2 separate regions of the Columba livia genome follow, and region 2 is linked to region 1. Evidence: chromatin contacts called from public Hi-C data. All regions are on one chromosome and are shown on one strand. The core of a region is the stretch at or near the end of the contact, and the rest is flanking DNA. Distances in the headings are between cores, read along the strand shown. Region 1 overlaps SHQ1 (SHQ1, H/ACA ribonucleoprotein assembly factor). Region 2 holds the start of EIF4E3 (eukaryotic translation initiation factor 4E family member 3).

Region 1 (3,456 bases), core at 287-2,786:
ACTAAAATAACATATGCAAGAGGACCTAAAACCAATTTATTGAGAATTAGTGTTATAGTCACTAATTTACATTGTTACTTGGCAGATGAGTAGCTGCAGTGGATGTTGTAAATGGTTCAGGCTGGCAGCTTGACAGGTAGAACCTTACAAAAATTAGCAAAATTTCAATTCCAGATATCATTTATTTTTAAAAGAGCAGGCTTCTTTTTAGTCAAAATAGTTAGGTTTGACAAGCTTGGCTTGACAAGCATTGATGGTGATACAATCCAGAAGTTAAGCAGTTATATTTGGGATTTTTTTTTTCTTTTGCGTTCTTTCCTGACACTTGTTCAATTGCTCTCTACAAAACCAGTGGGTTTTTCAGTTCTATTTGCCATGGCTTTTTACTCTCCAGGTTCTTTCTCCTTATTGCCATCTCCCACTTTCTTTAACTTTCATTTTCTCTCTATATTTTTTTGGCGTGGGATTATTTAAAACAAATAAATTTTGTGTTTGAACAGCAGGGGGAGTTCTGATCTCTCTCTCTTTCTTTTTTTTAATCTGTGAAAATGTAATTTCATCCCTGTTCAGGTTTCATAGCCCAGGAGGAGCCAGCCTCTTGGGAGAGGGTTATTAGATTCTATTTGCAGTAGTGGCTGTTTTCATTTGAATGGCCCGTTCCCCCCACCATTAAACAGTGAATTTTTTCTTTTTCAGTGTTGCAGCACTTAACCCTTTAGCAACCTTCATCAGAAAACTAAGAGATGAGATTCCAACCAACTGAAGGTTACATTAGTTAGTTCTCTTCCTCATAAACAATGGTTGCATAATGAATAAAATTAAAGTGACATCAAAAAGATTTCTGGTTGTGGAATTTATCAACTGTATGTCAAATGGCACCTTCTTGAGCCTGAAGTGAGTTTTTCTTTTGGAGGCTCGGTTTGCCAAATTGCTCTGTAACTAACAGAAGCAGGAAAAGTCCGGCTTTAAGGCTGCGGTTAGACGTCAGCCAACGGGATCGCTTACATTGTTTTACACAATTGCTGTGGCTTCTGTGTGCTGGGTCCTGCTGTGGGCTGTTTCTATCCTCATTATTTTCCAGAACAGGTGTTTGTGTAGGCATACAGGGAAACAGGCTTTCTCTGTCTTCAGAAAAATGATGGGGTATAATTCTTCTTTATTTGCAAGTTACTTTTTTGTTTATTTGCTTTTACATGGTGTGCTGTATGAGTGTGCTAAAGTCTGGGCTGGACACAGCTCAGGGAAGTGGAAAAGCTGGGGGAAGGGGCTTCAGCTGCAGAGAATTACATGCATGACTGTGTCTTGAGGCTTAAGTCTTGCACGGAGATTCCTACTAAATTCAGAGGCTCGGCATCCACATGGATGTGGATACTGAAGGGCATCGTCATATTACTGCCCTTCTGAGACTGTGAATCAACTTAAATTTACAAGATAATTGTAGATAGCGTGGTTATTAAAGCCTCAAAGGTGAGAAGATGATAAAGATCGTCTGTTACGACTTCTAGTGAATTACAAAAGTAAAAATCTCTTTCCAGGAAAAGCTGCAGTTTTGAAGTGTCTGCTGGATATTCACCAGATTTTTAGGGAGAATGACCCTGCCTACATCCTTAATGATCTCTTCATTACAGACTATTGCATCTGGATTCAAAAAACCAAGTAAGTTCTTAAGCAGTTATTGATGTGGGAAATGTTTTTAGCATACTTAATCTATGAACAAGTATCAGTAAAATCAAAAGAAATGTGATCTCCTATATATGGAAATGTGATCGGTCCTTTTAACCTTGGCTATCCAGCTAGTCTTACTACATAAACAGAGACATTCAGTGCATTTTTTTTTGATGTAGTGACATCATTGGAGAAGAGAGAGAGGAATTGCGTTTATTTGAAATAAAAATATGAATTTTTATTGATATATTAATGGTTTGGGGGAAAACAGCGACTGTGCCACTTCCAGACAAAGTCCCCGCACTTCAGCAACTCTGTGTCTCACCTCTGTGACTTATTTCCTCATTTCTAAAGTATCGGGAACTTTGCAGCCGGGCTGGTTGGAATTATCAGCATGCTTTAATGGCTTAAAAACAGTGAGAAATGGATTAAATGATCAAAGAAAGCTTCATGTTCAAATCTTTATATTGTTCTCGTCAGATTTATTATATTTTTCATACAGCTTCTGTTTTTCTCCCTCCCTATTTATGTCTTCACAGCCTTCTCTGAAGGCCCACAAAAGTGTGTATATGAGTTGCAGTCATATTTATCTGAATAGGGAGGCACTCCTAATATAAACAAAAAATGTCATTGTCTTGTTTGTTAATAAAGCAACATACGGACTCATAAAACATGGGTTAAAAATAGTCTTTGCATTCCAGTGCAGAGTTTAATGAGATACTGTGAGAGAAGAAATAACTTCTTGAGTGCACAAGACATAAGAAGCAGTGAGGGAATAGAGAGAGAACTTAGTGTTAATCATGGTCAGAAGGGGGATACAAAAGAGAGTTGAGACAGCTTGCATGGGCTGTACTTTTAGGTGTGACCTTACTGGTAGTACTTAGAGTATTAAAGGTCTTCAGTTCATAGCTGTGGATTACATGTTGTAGATACTGTTGATTCTTTGTTTACTTTCAGTGACTATGTACCTATGGGTAACAATGCACAAAATATTCTAAAGCAACTACAGTTGTTTCCAAAAATTTTGATTCATTAATCCTGAGTAGTTCCAGGAACAGACAGTTCATTTTACATTGTTATTTTTGAGGAGGCCTTTTTTGGCCACACCTTAAGTACAGCTACGGGGAAATTCACATTCAGGTTGAAATTGAGTTGAAAAGGTGCAGTAAATGAAGAAGGAGAAAGATATTTAATGCATCTTTCACGAAGAAATGAGTCACAAGACAGTAATATCACTGCTGTCCATATCAATGGATATAATGTCTAGCAAGTCAGTTATGAAAAACAAGGCTTTCTTTAAATACAGCAGAGGAAAATGTATGGTAGATATAAGTGACTGATACATTAACACATTTACTCCTAGACGCATACATTATGTACCAGTTAAGCAGAACTGACAGCTTCTAGAAAGAGGGCAATTAAGCCTTTTGATTGTCGTAATGACATGGCACAATAGCTGTCTGTCATTAGGAGAACAAGAGAAAGAGGATCTGCAGAAACCGTTCCTATTTTTAGGGTCTGAATCAGGAAAGCATTTAAGCATCTGCTTAAGTCATTCCTGTTCAGTTTAGCAGTGGAGCACGTTTGAATTTAAGCATGTGCGAAGCAAACAGGGACCTTTGTTTTCTCCCTTAATGTTGAAGGGAACAATGAAGTTCACTCATCATTCAGAAAATACCATAACAGATACAGAAATGGGTGGTGACTTGTCTACTGAGGACAAGGGCTCCCAGCTGCCCATGGTGAGTAAGGCGCTGGAGAGGAGGGTGGTGCAGCTTCCATTCCAGGGCA
Region 2 (3,177 bases), core at 290-2,789, 290 kb after region 1:
AGATGCCAAGCTCTCCCAAATGGTCATTATCTTGCCTTCTATTTAAAGAGGAGTAAATTAAATTGCAAGAGAAGGTGCAACTGGTTTTCCAGATCTTATTTAATTTGGCTTAGCAGTTAACATTTTCCATCTGCGCAACATAATCATTAACTTTTTTTGTTTCTTCATTATCACTGTATAGACTGCTTTTTATGGGTAATCTCTGCCCTTTCTTACTGTTGGATTTTCATTTCTTTATAGGAGCGTGTCTTCATTGATTTTTCTTTTAGGACAAAGTATATATAAAATTATTCATCCTACTAAATGTGCTTGCAAGGAAAACTATGTGATTCATGGTCCTTGATCCTGCTATCACTTATGTGGGTGTTTAACTTTACTACTATGCATAGTCCCTCTGGGGAGAATCTTAATTTTTAAAATATTGTTATAAAAATAATGTGAGGTTTTTAGCACATGTCCATGCTGCATTATGAGGAATGTCCCCCTGTAAAACCAAGCATGTAAATTAAATAGGTTGTAGAAAATATGAGAAGATAAATTTCCCACACCCCACCCAGCCTTGAAAGGTTCATTGTTGCATTATCATCGCCGTATAGAAGACAGGGTGTGTGTCAACGGGACACGGGGTAATGGTTTTAAACTAGAAGAGAGGAACTTCAGGTTAGACATGAGAAAGAAATTTTTTACAAGGAGGGTGGTAAAGAACTGGAACAGGTTGCCCAGAGAGTTGGTGGATGCCCCATCCCCAGAGACACTGAAGGCCAGGCTGGATGAGACTGAGCAACCTGATCTAGTTGAAGATGTCCCTGCTAATGGCAGGGGATTGGACCGGATGACCTTTGAAGGTCCCTTCCAACCCAAAGTATTTTATGATTCTACAATTCTATGATCTATTGGTCAGTTTACATGATACTCATCCTTCCACTTTGTGAATGTGCAAGTGTTTTGTGTCCTAAAACTTGGATTTTTAGGGAGATTTAGTTTTTTGTCCAGCATTGTTAAGCCAAACTGGACATAAAGATTATTGCCTTCAGAAAGGCAGCTCCAGAGACTCATTAGTTGTGGTGCAATCTGTGGATGGGCAGAGAAGGAACTGCTCGCAGCGTGCTCGCTGCAGGACGGTTACCTCGGATACCCTGCCTGCCCAGCCGCCTGGAGGCAGTGGGTCCCTGGAAAGGTCTAAGAAAGCAGATCAGCCCTTCCCCTCGCTGTGCCCCCCAGGAGGGGCCGAGACGGGGATGGGGGTGAGCACATGTGATGGGCCAGGCTCAGGGCCCCTTTCTGGTACCACCCGTGCCCTCAGGTGGGCCCTGGGCCATGTCCATCGCTGTCACCATCGGTGTGGCTCCCTCCTCCCCTCACCCATCCGTCTGTCCTTCCCGCCGCTCCCTTGGCCCAATGGCCCCTTGTCCCTGTGTATCTGCCCCTCGCCGTGTCCGCGGATGTGTCCCTCCCCTGTCTCCTTGCCCTGCTCCGTCCCTCACTTTGCCCGCCTCGTCGTCTTCGTCCTTTCCGTCCCCCCACTCCGCAGAGTCCCTTGTCCCCTCCCCGCGTCCCGGCCCGCCCCCCCGGCCCGGCCAGGGCGATGGCGCTCAGCCCCCCCCAGCGCCGCGGCGGGCGGGAGGCGGCGGGCGGGCAGGCGGCCGAACCCGCGGGGCTGCCGCTCCACTCGCCCTGGACCTTCTGGCTGGACAAGTGAGTGGGGTCAGGGGGGCGGCGGGCGGCAGCACTGCGGGACGCGGCGAGCCGGGCGGGGTGCGGCGGTGGGCTTCAAGAGGGGGGAAGAACCTCAAAATCCAGCTGTGGGAAGCATCTCTGCTCTTTATCGGTTTCTCTCGTCGAGCAGATTGGAGAAAGGGAAATTAGTCTTGTGCTGCCTATGGGAAAACTGCCGATGTGAGGGACCTCGGCAGCAACAGCCAGTGATGGCTCTTCCATCTGACGGGAGGGTTCGCGTTTTCTGGGAGTTAGTTCCTTAAATCGGTTCCGGAAACGGTATCGGTTTTGTAATTTAACAGACGGACATTGATTCAGGCAACATCGGTGGTGTTTTAAACTCTAAATTTAGACATGACTCTGGCCATCCCCAGAAATAGAAGGGGAAAGGTTACACTTTGCTGCTGCGGGGTTTGTATGTGGCTGGGCGGTCCTTGATGCCCCAAACGGACCGAGTCCCAGCGACCCGGCAGTGACATGTCAAATTTGTTAAGTTTTTAATAGTCAGGTTTGGCTCCTGTGGATGATCAGTTCTTAAAATCGGAAGCAATCTGCTTCGAAGGATTAGCTAAAATTTATAAATTAACTGCAGTGTTCATGCCACATGTCGTGTGTGTGAAGTTTTAGTCTGCAATGGCCGTGGCAAGCTGCTGCAAAGGGAGTTCACCCCCATGATGCATACAGCTAGGCACTGGTGAACGTACCAATGTCAAAACTGAAATAGGAAGTTTAAAACCAGAATTTGGTATTATTTTTTAGTGTGTATTTTCTGGCATCTTGTTTTTAATCATCTTCTATATCTCCCTTTTCTCAATTTCCTGTTGTATTTCTCCTCTCCCCCCACTCCAAAAGCAAAGCTCTTTCTGCCACTGAACTGTACTGCCTCGTACAACTTGTAAAATTCTCCTTTTTTTTTTTTTTTTTTTGGTTAACTTTTCAACTCAGAAATAGCAACAAAGAACACAAATATTCTCAAGTTCTGCAAATCAAATCTTAGAAATAGCCTCACAAATTATTTCTGGTTAATCCTTTTGAACTCATGATGTAGTTATGACCAGGTTCAGGATCTGAGTTGTGTTTTCTGTGTTTGTTTTTAAAAAGCACCATTTGTACTGCTGTTTAAGCAAGTTACCATCTAGATCTGTTTGTTTACATAAGCCAGGTGGAGATAAGCCTGTCTATCTTTTATAATCAACATTGGAAGTTAAAATCTGTTTCAAGTTCCTGAGGTGCATTATGATTTTTTTTTTTTCTTTCCTTGGTTCATTTTAATGTAGACTCTTGAAATTCAATTATTCTGTAGATTTTTTTTATTATGTTTCTTCTTTCCCGTCATATATAAGTGCATTTAGGTGGTATTGCTGTTCCTCAGCTTACAAACACAATAGGGTACATATAAGAAAAAAAAAAGGACCATATACACATGAAACTGTGTGTTTTGTTTACCAGCAACAGGGATGG

Evidence for each region. Hi-C and Micro-C count contacts between places; a contact is called where the count stands out from the background.
Region 2: a contact with region 1 is called in a Hi-C map of liver, with 2.7 times the contacts expected there. The contact joins the promoter of EIF4E3 here to the enhancer-like site in region 1.

The regions. Positions count from the first base shown.
Region 1 is chr10:12,449,350-12,452,805 of bColLiv1.pat.W.v2, forward strand. SHQ1 (SHQ1, H/ACA ribonucleoprotein assembly factor) reads left to right here. Exons shown (of 12, transcript XM_065075357.1): 11 at 1,536-1,656. Among named protein-coding and RNA genes, the nearest start is that of GXYLT2, 26 kb to the left of the region's middle. Within about 2 kb of position 1,537, at least 2 of the 3 cell types and tissues checked have an H3K27ac peak away from gene starts, as active enhancers do.
Region 2 is chr10:12,739,416-12,742,592 of bColLiv1.pat.W.v2, forward strand. It overlaps EIF4E3 (eukaryotic translation initiation factor 4E family member 3), which reads left to right and starts at 1,540. Exons shown (of 7, transcript XM_065075406.1): 1 at 1,540-1,695. The coding sequence starts at 1,586.